Linked DNA regions of Zea mays: all the other regions are linked to region 4. Evidence: chromatin contacts called from public Hi-C data. All regions are on one chromosome and are shown on one strand. Each heading gives the region's core, a stretch centred on a gene start, on an enhancer-like site or on the middle of the called end of the contact. The rest is flanking DNA. Distances are from core to core; before and after follow the strand shown.

Evidence for each region. Hi-C and Micro-C count contacts between places; a contact is called where the count stands out from the background.
Region 1: a contact with region 4 is called in a Hi-C map of leaf, with 4 times the contacts expected there. The contact joins the promoter of LOC100284715 here to the promoter of LOC100217221 in region 4. A contact is called at or near these places in 4 of 25 Hi-C or Micro-C datasets (bundle sheath, ear, leaf and 1 more).
Region 2: a Hi-C map of ear shows a contact between it and region 4, with 1.7 times the contacts expected there. The contact joins the promoter of LOC103632974 here to the promoter of LOC100217221 in region 4. A contact is called at or near these places in 2 of 25 Hi-C or Micro-C datasets (ear and tassel).
Region 3: a Hi-C map of leaf shows a contact between it and region 4, with 6 times the contacts expected there. The contact joins the promoter of LOC100282418 here to the promoter of LOC100217221 in region 4. A contact is called at or near these places in 4 of 25 Hi-C or Micro-C datasets (ear, leaf and tassel).

The regions. Positions count from the first base shown.
Region 1 is chr7:143,065,367-143,068,066 of Zm-B73-REFERENCE-NAM-5.0, reverse strand. It overlaps LOC100284715, which reads right to left and starts at 1,347. Exons shown (of 1, transcript NM_001157610.2): 1 at 1-1,347. The coding sequence starts at 1,282. The coding sequence ends at 38.
Region 2 is chr7:142,666,764-142,669,674 of Zm-B73-REFERENCE-NAM-5.0, reverse strand. LOC103632974 (proteasome subunit beta type-1) reads left to right here and starts at 1,545. Exons shown (of 7, transcript XM_008654675.2): 1 at 1,545-1,874; 2 at 1,956-2,063. The coding sequence starts at 1,834.
Region 3 is chr7:143,098,867-143,101,803 of Zm-B73-REFERENCE-NAM-5.0, reverse strand. LOC100282418 (60S ribosomal protein L7a-1) reads left to right here and starts at 1,462. Exons shown (of 7, transcript NM_001155329.2): 1 at 1,462-1,539; 2 at 1,749-1,796; 3 at 1,890-2,091; 4 at 2,769-2,937. The coding sequence starts at 1,537.
Region 4 is chr7:142,906,847-142,909,813 of Zm-B73-REFERENCE-NAM-5.0, reverse strand. It overlaps LOC100217221 (squamosa promoter-binding protein-like (SBP domain) transcription factor family protein), which reads right to left and starts at 1,251. Exons shown (of 3, transcript NM_001359706.1): 1 at 29-1,251. The coding sequence starts at 525.

The DNA of each region.
Region 1 (2,700 bases), core at 98-2,597, 160 kb before region 4:
TTCAGTTGAGGATTGGTGTATGTCCTTCAACTTTCCTTCAGTGCAGACGGACGGGCCTGTCGAACACCCAGCTGATGCTGACAGATTGGGCCTCTTTTTGGGCGGCACGGTCGTGGGCCAGCTCCTCCATCCTGCGGATCTTGCGCGGCAGCCCGCACACGTAGTCTTGCGCGCGGCGCCCCTCGCCAGACAGCCCCTGGAGCCCCGCCACCCTCCACGTGCGCACGAAGTGCTCCACCATGTCGCCGTAGTCCGCCGCCGTGTACACCCCGGCGCGCTGCGCCACCGCCGAGAAGTGGTCGAAGAGGCTGTCGTCGCGGCCGTCCGTCATTCGCTCGCCGGGCATGGTGACCTTGGCTCGCATGACGGCCGCGAGCGCCCGCACCACTCCGTCGGGGTCGGCCTCGAAGCACCTGGCGACGACCCTGGTGTAGGCGACCTCGTGGCGCTTCTCGTCGCCGGCGATGACCCCGCAGAGCTTGGCGAGACAGGCGTCGCCGTGGAGCGCGGCGCGCCTGGCGGTGCGGGCGTGGGAGACGAAGGTGGCGCGCTCCTGGAAGGCGCCGTAGATGGACGCGTGGTAGGGGCAGGAGGGCTCCGTCATGCTCATGCCGCGGCGGAGGAGGTGGTGCACCGTCCTCTCCACCTGGCGCATGTCCACGCGGCCGCACAGGTAGAGGTAGCGGTTGAGCAGGTCGCCGTGGCGGTTCTCCTCGGCGGTCCAGCCGCGCAGCCAGCGAGCCCAGCCGTGGCCGTCGCGGCCGGTGGCGTCGGTGACGCCTTCCGCCGGGCCGACCCGGTTCCCCATGGTCATGTACGTGGGCAGCCCTTCCTCCGTGATCATGTTGCCCACGAGGCACACGAGGAGCTCGTCGGGCACGCCCGCCGCGCGGGCCTGGAGCTCCGCCACCTGGACCCGCTGCTCCTCTGCGGCGACAGCGAAGGTGGGCAGGAGATCGGCGGGCTGCCATGCCTCGTCCACGGGGGTGAGCAGCGACAGCATCTGGTCCTCCACCCACCCGTCCTCCTCCAGGAACCGCAGAAGGTCCAGGGTCTGCAGCCGCGGCCGCTGCTCGTCGTCATGGCAAGAGGCGGGCGCCGTTGCCGTCGCTGCCGTTAGGGCACGGCCGCGGCCTGGGTGGTGTGCCGACGAAGCAGAGCGCTTCTTGGCCGCCAGCGGCATCGCGCTCGCCGTCCTCTTGCCGCTGCAAAGCTTCATCGGCGGCACGGGTGATGATGCCCACGGCAGTACTGCGACCAGCATCATCTTGAGCCCCGGCACGTCTGTCTAGCTGACTCTTTGCTGCTGCTGCTGCTGATGGTTGCTGGCTGATGCATACAGAATACGACTACGAGGTGGATTGGAGGTGATAAATATCGTGGATCGATCGGATACCGAGAGGGGTGTCCACGTGCCCGGTGCCCCCTCGCTCGCGGGCTAGGAAGAAAATGAGTACGGCTGGTGCTGGCTCAATGAATCGCATGCGCAGTTGTGCACACCGACATATATATCCAGTGAAAGTGAATGCTGGAGTCTCCTCCGTCCCAGCCGGCCATGTGCCTAGATTAGTCATTGGAGTTACGCTCTTTACGCTGGACGAACCGAAAGTGATGGAACGTCGAATTGGATGGAAGCAATAGAGTGATCCGCCGTTAGTACAGTCAGTTAGTGACACACACTAGTACGTGCATACAGTACCGCGTGTTCAATTCGATCACAACAAATACAAGGGCTGAAATTCTTTTGTTCCAGCCAGCTACCACCGAACAGGAGTATATATCCATTCATAAATAGTGATGAGAATATGGGCCGAGCTTTTTGGTCCAGTACGAGCACCACCCAAAAACAAGAGTTCAAAGTATGGCCGACACGAAATAATATGGTGTGGTCTAACAAGGTCCAAAGGCAGGCCTAGACTAGACCTTAAATTCGGGCCCATCGAGTCCCAGCGCGGCACACACATGCATGCGCCGTGGTTGGACCGACATCGCCCAATGAAGCAAAGCCTATATTGTTTAAATTCATTAATTTAGTAAGGTATAGGTTTATTGTGGTTATAATATTTGGACTTTATGTTGTCTATTGTTGCTTATATTGTTTAATATCTTTAATTTAGTAAGTTATGGACTTTGTGTGATTGTAATATTTGGATTTTATGTGGTTCAAATATACAGGTCGAGTTTGGACTAACACGGTCCAACAAAATCACGACATGTTTTGGGACTGGACTAGACCACTAATTCTATACTTCGGGATGACCAATTTTTTAATCTTTTTGGCCTTAGCCTATTTAATTTGATCCAAAGCACGATGGACCCGAGTCAAGCTAGACCGACCCGGCTCAATTCCTAGCACCATTCATAAACATCCTTGCATTATTGCATTGAGTTCACACTTGCATGTGACCGGAATGAATAACGATGGCAGCTAGCTAGACGCATGCCATGTATATACGTAGACGCGCGTTAGGAAGCAGCTTACCATAATCTCATCATCTATTTTCAAACTTTACTCTCTAAATCATATATTTCAAACTTCACTCTAACCAATTAATATAGGTTATATATAGTACAAAATAATATTTTACACGATTATATACCTAATCTGTTGTAGACATCCCTACATGCCGAAAAGCTTGCATGCGTTGCCAGGACAAAAAACACAATATGCATATCCATTTGTATTCATGTGTACTGTTG
Region 2 (2,911 bases), core at 296-2,795, 240 kb after region 4:
GACAATCGACTTAGAATTGAGATGGATGGACTTATGCACCTGTGAAACAATCAACTAGCTATACTACTTTGTCCATAAGGTTGCGATGGTCATAAAAACCAAAATCAATTTAGAGAACATGGTTAAGGCCATTTCCCTTTTAGACTGTCCAACACCCTACGCGCGGACTATCCAGAATCACACCGAGCCCCCACATGGCTCGCAGGCGATGCTCGTCATAACTGGACAGCCCGGATATAAGCCCGGATCGTTCGGTCCCTTCGCAGATCGTTCGGCCACCCCGCCCAGACCATGCAAGTACGTCTAGACAGAATAGGGTGATGCTTACAACACACAATTTTCTACCCACCTCAACAACACTACTATTTCCCGCCTGTGGTGCATCAAAGACGTAGTATACCACCACCACCACCACCATCGATATGCGGTGCACAACTATAGGTATGACCAGACAGTCCGAGTATGATCTCGAACCATCCGAACACATTGTGGACCGTCCGACACCTTACGCCAGACCATTCGGATATGTATACGTAGAACATAGTACTGCGCATAAGGCACAATTTTCATACTCTATCCCACCTACATCGCAATGTATTCGCAACATGCCACCAACCACACATGAGGCCAAATATTTTTTGGCCCTTGCGGAGCTAGAAAGGGTCATCCCATACCACACAACAACGGGATGCGGTACCGTATGCCTCATGGCCTATATTGGAAGCCATCTTTCATCATCTTGGTACAAAAGGCCATCATAATGATAACTGGCCACCTAAGCCCCATGCCTCGAGGACCGATGGCTTACCATCGGTCACTATGGATGAAGTTTGGAAGTAAATAGGCCATATGACCCTCGATGGGACGCCGTTCCATACCCTCCAGAGACTAGTGTTCCAGATTTCTCTAAATTCTCAGATGAGGGCAGTAAAAGCACTCTCGAACACGTAGGCCAATTTCTAGCATAATTGGAAAATTGGCCAACATAGAAGCTTTTCGTGTTTGCCTATTCTCATTATGCCTTACTAGCCTTGCATTCACCTGGTGACCTATTGCCAACCGTTCGACACCTCGCAAAAAGGTCCCCAAGGTCTCGACTCCCCGTGAGCGAGATCTAGGGTTCATTGATGTTTGACCCCAAAGTAGGTGGTGGCTTGTGGAGCAGAAATAAAGGTAGAGTTCAAGGCTGCATCGTAGAGCCTACCCCAAGGTTTTGCACGTCGTGTGGAGGCCCTAGGGTTCATTGGTATTTGGCCCTCCAAAAGATGTCAACACTATTTATATGATATATAAAAATCGTAGTAAAGTACGAGCAACTAACTAGTCTCTGCTCTTTTAAAGCACCAGCTTCGTGCGTTATTCCTCTCTCCTACTTCTCGCTTAACAATTGTCCAATGGACCATTACACCACATATGAGTCGTTACACACAGATGGGCCGTGAGAACCATTAAAACCCAATACAACATAAAACCAAACATAATGTTCCTAGATAGTACCACTTTGCTGGCTAAAGAAGGACGAATGAGTTATAAAAAATATGATAGACTCTATTTTCAACGTATAGCTAATTAAAGGAGAACGAGAGACGGAAAAAAGAGCTAGACTCCTTTATCATCGAATAGCTTTCTCGACGAAAACTGGAGGAGCTAAAATTTTGAAGGAGAACCCCAGACCACCTCGGCCCACGGACCCACGGACCATAGCCCAGAAAGGACCAAGGTGGAAGAAACAAAACGAAAGGCGGTGTCAGCTGCTCCTCCACTTCCCGTGTTTCTAACTCCGGTGGCTCCACCACTAGCAACCCGTGCAGCGAGCCCACCCCGACCACTGCCATGTCGAGGCGCGGCGACTGGGTCTACGAGAACAACGGCGGGTAGCCTCCCTGCGGCCTTCCCACCTCGCCTGCTGGCCGTATCCTATGTGTTCTCTAACGAGGGTCTGTTTGGTCCTGCAGGACCTGCGTGGCCATCGCCGGCGCCGATTACTGTGTCGTCGCGGCGGACACCCGCCTCTCTGTCGGATACAGCATCCTCACGCGCGACCACTCTAAGATCTGCGACCTGTGAGTCCCTGAACCCGATCTCGTGCTTCGATCTGTCCATCTGGGCTTTAGGGTTTGTGGATTGGGAGGCACGAGTGAATTTTGGTGTGGCGTGGGCTAAAATATGGGTGACAAGGCTGGATTCGTAGCAGGATTTGGTGCTGCCACTGGTTCTTTTAGCTAGGGTTTGGTGCGTGGAGGATTGTGTCGAAAATTATGGGGGAAATACCTTTACATTCTATATGTTTTATACGTTTTTCGTTAATGGCTAGTTAGTTCAGCGTCCTCTTTGTGAACGGGAATGCTTAACTGGCTTGCTACTGTGGTATGGTCTTTTGTTCATCAATTTGCTTACTTAATAATGCTGAGCACACTGGGTTGCATGTGGTTCATTCTTCATTCTTCCTAGCCCTAGTTTTATGTCCTATGTTTGCTCTTTCATTCAGATGACTAGGTCATCATAGAATAATATTTTAGATTCTGCTTTCTGCACAAGTAGGGTAACCTTCGTTGCTAAACAAACTTCTGGTTTTGGCAGATGAGCATTTCATTAGCATATCATTGTAGGTAAGGGAGATGTAGGCTTGACATTTAGGTTTACTTTTATATTGAGTAAAATACATTTCCGGTCCTTGTCGTGCTATGTCATCTCGGTCCATAAACTTTCAAAGTGTGTCTCTTAAAGCCTTAATCGTTGTTTGGGTCTCAGTTAGGTCCAAACGGGTTGTGGTTTTACCATACAGCCTAGCACTGGCATATGGACCCCACATGTCAACCTATGTATCTCTTTTCTCTGTTTTCTCTCACCTTCCCGCATCTTGCTCATGTCGTCGCGCGCCACACCGTGTGCCTCCGTCCCGACAACACCG
Region 3 (2,937 bases), core at 213-2,712, 190 kb before region 4:
GACTATGTAAAAGAGCTTTTCGTAACAACGCAGGGCATAATTCGGCTTGTGATTACCTCAGCAGGCAGATCTTGCAAAACGTTTTCTGAAGAGAAAACATTCAGGGCTCTTTTGTTATGGCTCTTTAGATGGCTCATCGTGGAACACTAACAAACGATAAAAAAACGGCTTCTCGTCGAGAGCCCTCGAGGAACTAGGACCGTTTTTGTGTTGGAAGCCGGAGCATAAAAAATGTGGCTTCTATCGGTTCTTTCTTCATTCCTCTAATACAGGAAATAAATTTAAGAGAAACCGTTTTGCCAAACGAATTATAAAATGCTCCGACTCTTATAGAGAATTCAAAGAACCATAGAAGCTAGAGTTGGAATTGTTTTCTGATGAACCGGAGCCTTGCCAAAGGAGCCTCAGAAACAGGATAATTTGAACGACATAACATGCACAATGAAACAATATTGCTTCTAAGTTACAACTCTAATGGAGTGAAAATACATAACTGTCTATCTGTCTATGGACCTTTTTTTTTCGGCGAACTACCCGTTGATGTAGTAATTGAACCACAAAGTCATAGATAAGCCTGAAGCAGACACGGCTAACTTGAGGCTACAAGTACAGTTTTGCAGACAAGTAGACAACACTCGGTGGATTTTTGACAAACACAAATAGCGGCTCCGTTCAATACATAATTGAATATATTCAACGGTGAAATTTAAGTAAATGAAGTTTTGCGGCTTCAAGCATTGGGCAGGGGTGTTTGCAACTATTCAGAAAGCCAAAAAAGAGAGGGAGTAAAAAAACCTTCAAATGAATGTGGTAGGAAACAGCTCTAGCAACCTGCCAACATTTTGAGGCACAAACTAATAACCGCCTAAGGCTTTGATCGGTTGCGATGGATCAAAGGGGATTAAGAGAATTAAATCCCTTTTTATTCAATTTTGAATAGAATGAGATTTAATTCCTCTCAGGACTTATTCGGTTAGGTGGATTAAAAGAGATTGGACGAGATTTAATCCTCTCAATCTATCTCTAACCGAACGAGTCATCAATGACACAATGAACAAGTCATAAATATCAATCACCTGTACTCGAAAGAACACGTCGATTCTACTCATGAAGTATGAGCTGATCGTGATTTCATTTAGATTTAGGTCTCCGTCTCCAGTTTTCGAACGCTCACTAGAAGAAACAGAGGGTAACCTTCACCCAAACAAATGGGCTCAAACCTGCGAGGGATTCAACTGAGAAGTGCTAAGGAAATGGGTTCAAATAGAAACCATCAATACGACAAACGGCCCAAATACCTTTCTCTCGTGGCGGCCCAAGTGGCATCGCCTAAACCCTAATCCCGGAACCGGACGGCTGAGAACGCTCCGCTTGCTTCTCCACCTTGCATCCGACGGCCAGGGTGCGTCCACCTCGGCGTGAGCCATCCTTTATAGAACCACCTCTCGGCTTCCAAGCGCCACTCGCCGCCTCCTCCCCACTGCCTCGTGTGGCCGTCGTCTCCCGTTCGGAACGCCAAGCCCCCCCTCCGGCGAAATGGTGCGTGCGATCTCGCCGCCGATCTTCCTTTTTTTGCTTTGGATTTCCCGCTATTCCAATCTCTTCTTGGTATTTATTTTCAATATTGTTTCGTGGATCTTGGTTGGCACGTGCTTATGTTCCTCTAGTTTTCAGATGTAAACTTGCTGAAAATCTGTGTATGGTTCATGTAACTTGCTAAGATAAGAGTTCGACTTACAAATCTGCAGGCCCCCAAGCGAGGTGGCAGGGCGCCGGTGCCGGCCAAGAAGAAGACGGTATAAATTGTGCTTTCCCGTGGTCTTCCTCGATATGTGTGCGGCGCTATGGTGGGAATGCGTAGTCTGACTGTTGGGTTTGTCTGGGTGCAGGATAAAGTGACGAACCCTCTATTCGAGAAGAGGCCGAAGCAGTTCGGCATCGGCGGCGCGTTGCCGCCCAAGAAGGACCTGCACCGGTTCGTCAAGTGGCCCAAGGTCGTGCGTATCCAGCGGCAGCGCCGCATCCTCAAGCAGCGCCTCAAGGTACCACCGGCGCTCAACCAGTTCACCCGCACCCTCGACAAGAACCTCGGTATGAACACCACTCACTCGTTTACTTAAGAGTGCTAGGTTGCTAATAAACAGTAAAATCATCACCTTCTTGATTTGATGCGGAAATCTGTGCTATTCTAGTTGCACAGTAGGTTAACAACGAACTGTATTGATGCATACAATTATGCATAAGTTCCAGTTACTATTGTCTTTCATTATTTTGGTCATATCGCATTATGCTTACCATTTAGGCACTTGCATATTTGGGTTACCTTAATTAGGGCAATAGGCTTTTCAAGGGTCCATTAGAGTGGGGCCTTTCATCAGTGTGTGCCTGAACCTTTTCATCTAGTCTTACATTGTGACATAAAAATGGCTAGTAGCATGTCTAATCATGCCTCTGATATTCACTTTTAAACACGATCAAACATCATCCTGCTAAACTTAGTGAACATGCATTTACTGATAGACAATAAGACAAATATGTTACCAATTTACCATGTTATCTGTCAGGGGCTTTGATAGATACTGAATGCACTCATGTGTTCTCGTTTAAGTTAACTGGCTGCTATGCTTGAACTATGCCACTACTGGAATTATGCCTTATTTCTGTTCTTTCGCCTTGTCTCTTTTCTTTCTATAACGTTATAACCTACCTATTCATTTTTCAGAATGTATATTATGGTGTTGCAAATCTCTGACTTGAAATGTTTGCAGCTACGAACCTGTTTAAGATGCTTCTCAAGTACCGGCCTGAAGACAAGGCTGCCAAGAAGGAGAGGCTTCTGAAGAGGGCCCAAGCTGAGAATGAAGGAAAAACTGTTGAGTCGAAGAAACCAATTGTTGTGAAGTATGGCCTTAACCATGTGACTTACCTCATTGAGCA
Region 4 (2,967 bases), core at 2-2,501:
GGCCTGGAACTGGAGTTGGCGTATATACCTGCTGCACTGCTGGCAGAAGCGCATCTCGCGGCCGGCGACGGCGACGACGGGCGTCTTGGAGTGCGCCTCGCAGACCTTGTGGCGGCGGTGGTAGTCGCGACACTTGCTGAGGTCGGCCTTGCAGCCGTCCACCGCGCACGACGGGCACTGCGCCCCGGCGGCGCCACCGGGCCCCGAGCGCGGGCGCTTCATCGGGCTAGCGGACGGCGGCGCCGCGGCCGCGGCCGCGGCCGCTGCCACTACCGGCTCCTTCGTCCCGTCCGCAGCCCCGAACTCGCCGAGCCCGCCGAGCTTGAGGTCCACGGAGCACTCCGCCCGGCTCGGCGCCCCGCGCGGTGCCGCCGCGGGGGGAGGCCCAGCAGCTGCGGCGGCAATGCCCGACGCCGCCGCGGGGGAAGGCGCGGCGGAGGCGGCGGCGGCGATGGGCGGCGGCACGGCGTCGTGCTCCAGGTCGGGCAGGTCCCAGGAAACCGGCATCTTGAGATCCCAATCCATGAATGGGAACGGCGCGGGCGATGGATAGCAAGCTCGACCGTTTCCCCGTCGGCCAGTGCAGAGCTAGGCGCCGCGTGCCCGTGCCCGTGCCCGTGCCCGTGGCCGAGCTGGAGCTCTGTGTGCGTGTCTTTCACGGCCAGGACAGTGCCGCGGCCGGTTTGTTGGGTTCCCCTGTCCCTCTCATCCTATAGGCCGCTCTGCCGCGGGGAGGGTGGCAACGAGCCAGCCAGACACCGAGGGGAGTTATTGCCTGGGCACCACCGCGCGCGCACAGAAGCGAACAAATCGAGCACGGGAACAGGGCAAATGCCGCAGATCAGCAGGGGGGGCTGCTGAGCTTATCCTGATGGGGAGGAGAGAGAGAGAGAAACAAACAGCCAGCCAGAGGGAGGGAGATGAGCTGCCGCTAGAGCTAGATGCCGGGCGGTGCCCGGTGGTGTCGAAGCGAGTGGTGCGCGGAGGGGGATGTGCTACTGCAGTCTGCTTGGTGGGAGGGGAGCCGTGGAAGTGGAAGTGAGGAACAACCGAACAAGCAGGCGCAAGACCAGCACCAGTGCACCACCACCACCACCACCACCGAGGAAGAGGAGGCCAGGCACAGCCACAGCCAGTACGTGCTCGCAGAGGCAAGTGCAGCGCAGGTGTATCAGTGTAGTTGTGTGGATTGCGAGTGGTGTGGTGTGGAGGGCTACCTCTATCAGCTAGAGCTCAGCTCAGCTTTCAGACCTCAACTGATGAGGGCGTGGATCAGTGGATGGATGCATGCCCATCTTATACTAATCACTCGACTCCACTATTCTATTATTACGATAACAAAAACAAAAACTATTTTTTTGTATGGATTTGTTTTTCTTCGTTCCACTGCGAAATGCAACATTGCTTGCAGTAGCCATTCATCAGGGCCACCATCAATCCCCTGACAGGGATTCTAAAGGCGACGGGCCCCGCAGCGGGCGCCAGGTGCCATGTTCATCCTTTAACACCAGCATGGAACCCTTGTGCTGCTGCGCGCAATTATTGGGGGGAGGGGGGGTTGGTTCGGGGGGTCTTCGCCGCCGCCTGCAGTGCTTTGCTTTGGCCGGCCCTCCCTAGCTAGCTTGCAGCAGAGGAGACGGGTGGGCATTACTTCTCTTGGCTTCTTGTTAGCGAGGTTGGTTGAGTGGGGGAAGAGGACTGAGGAAGGTTTAATGAGTGTCATCAAGGGCTGGGCTACAGTAGAGCGACTAGTGTTTTTTTCTCTCTCTTTCTCTCTCTCTCTCTCTATACTTAAAAACAACAGTGTGGTAGCTCACTCATGTAGTCATGTGTGTGTGACTGAGGAGCATGTGAAGGCACTGTGCTACAATAGTTTGGGAAGCTGGATTGTTTGAAAATATAATAATGTTACTTTCCTCCTAAGGCCCTTTTCGTTTTGTGCCAATCCATAGGGATTGAGGGGGATTAAATCCCCTACAAGTCAAAATCCTCTCCAATCCCTTCCAATCCCCCTCAATCCCTATGGTTTTGGGATCAAACGAACATGGCCTAAGGGAGGAGGGAAAAAAAATCAAACTTCTGTTCAGCATGATTGCGAGGCTACTGTGCTAAAATAGTGCGTACGTGATGGTTAATCGGATTACTATATTGGTCACGTAGCTAGTCTGATCCATGCATCCGTCAAAAGGCAAGTAATTTCGATTTTTTTTTCTATCTCCAGCGGCGAATCCTCGAAATATGTCTAGTCAGAAGAAAGCTGGAGCTGCAAATGCATGTTATTGTTCCACGGATCGATCCATTTGCTACATAGGAGTACGTATATAGCAATTGGAAACAGCTTGAGGCCCTGTTTTGAATTGTAGTATTTTTGCAGTTTTGAAACAATACTATAATGTTTGATGATACTATAATATTGGAGCTCAAAAGGTGTTTGATTTAAACAGTCAAAAACTCATTTTTAAATACCATGGTGTATCCAAAACTGTGGTATTTTTGGAGTTTTCGAAACTCCACTTAGGACCCCAGTCTTATTCTTTCTTTCTACATATACTTTGTTTTTCCAATAAACCAAACAGATTTCGGTTTTGAACAATACTGTAGTTTTACAGTACCGTAGTATTTATGTCATGTACAATTATAAGTATCTCAAAACTACAGTATTTCAAAACTACATTCCCATACAGTCCCTGAGTTTTTAAGCAGTCCATGTGTTTCAAAACATGAATTTAGTATGCCTCTCGTTCAAAAAAATAATAATTTTTGGAGACCACGGACACAGAGCGAATTTGGCTCGCTGGGCCTAGCATGTTTCTTGGAGTGTATCGAATCAAAGCTAGCCTGCCTTTGGAACCAAACACGTCCCTAATGCGTGCATGCTAGTACTACCTCGATCGTTAAGCTAATTGCTAGGTGGCTTTTAATATGCCCGTTCATGTCAGTTCCAAATCCAAACGCATGTGCTTCGTC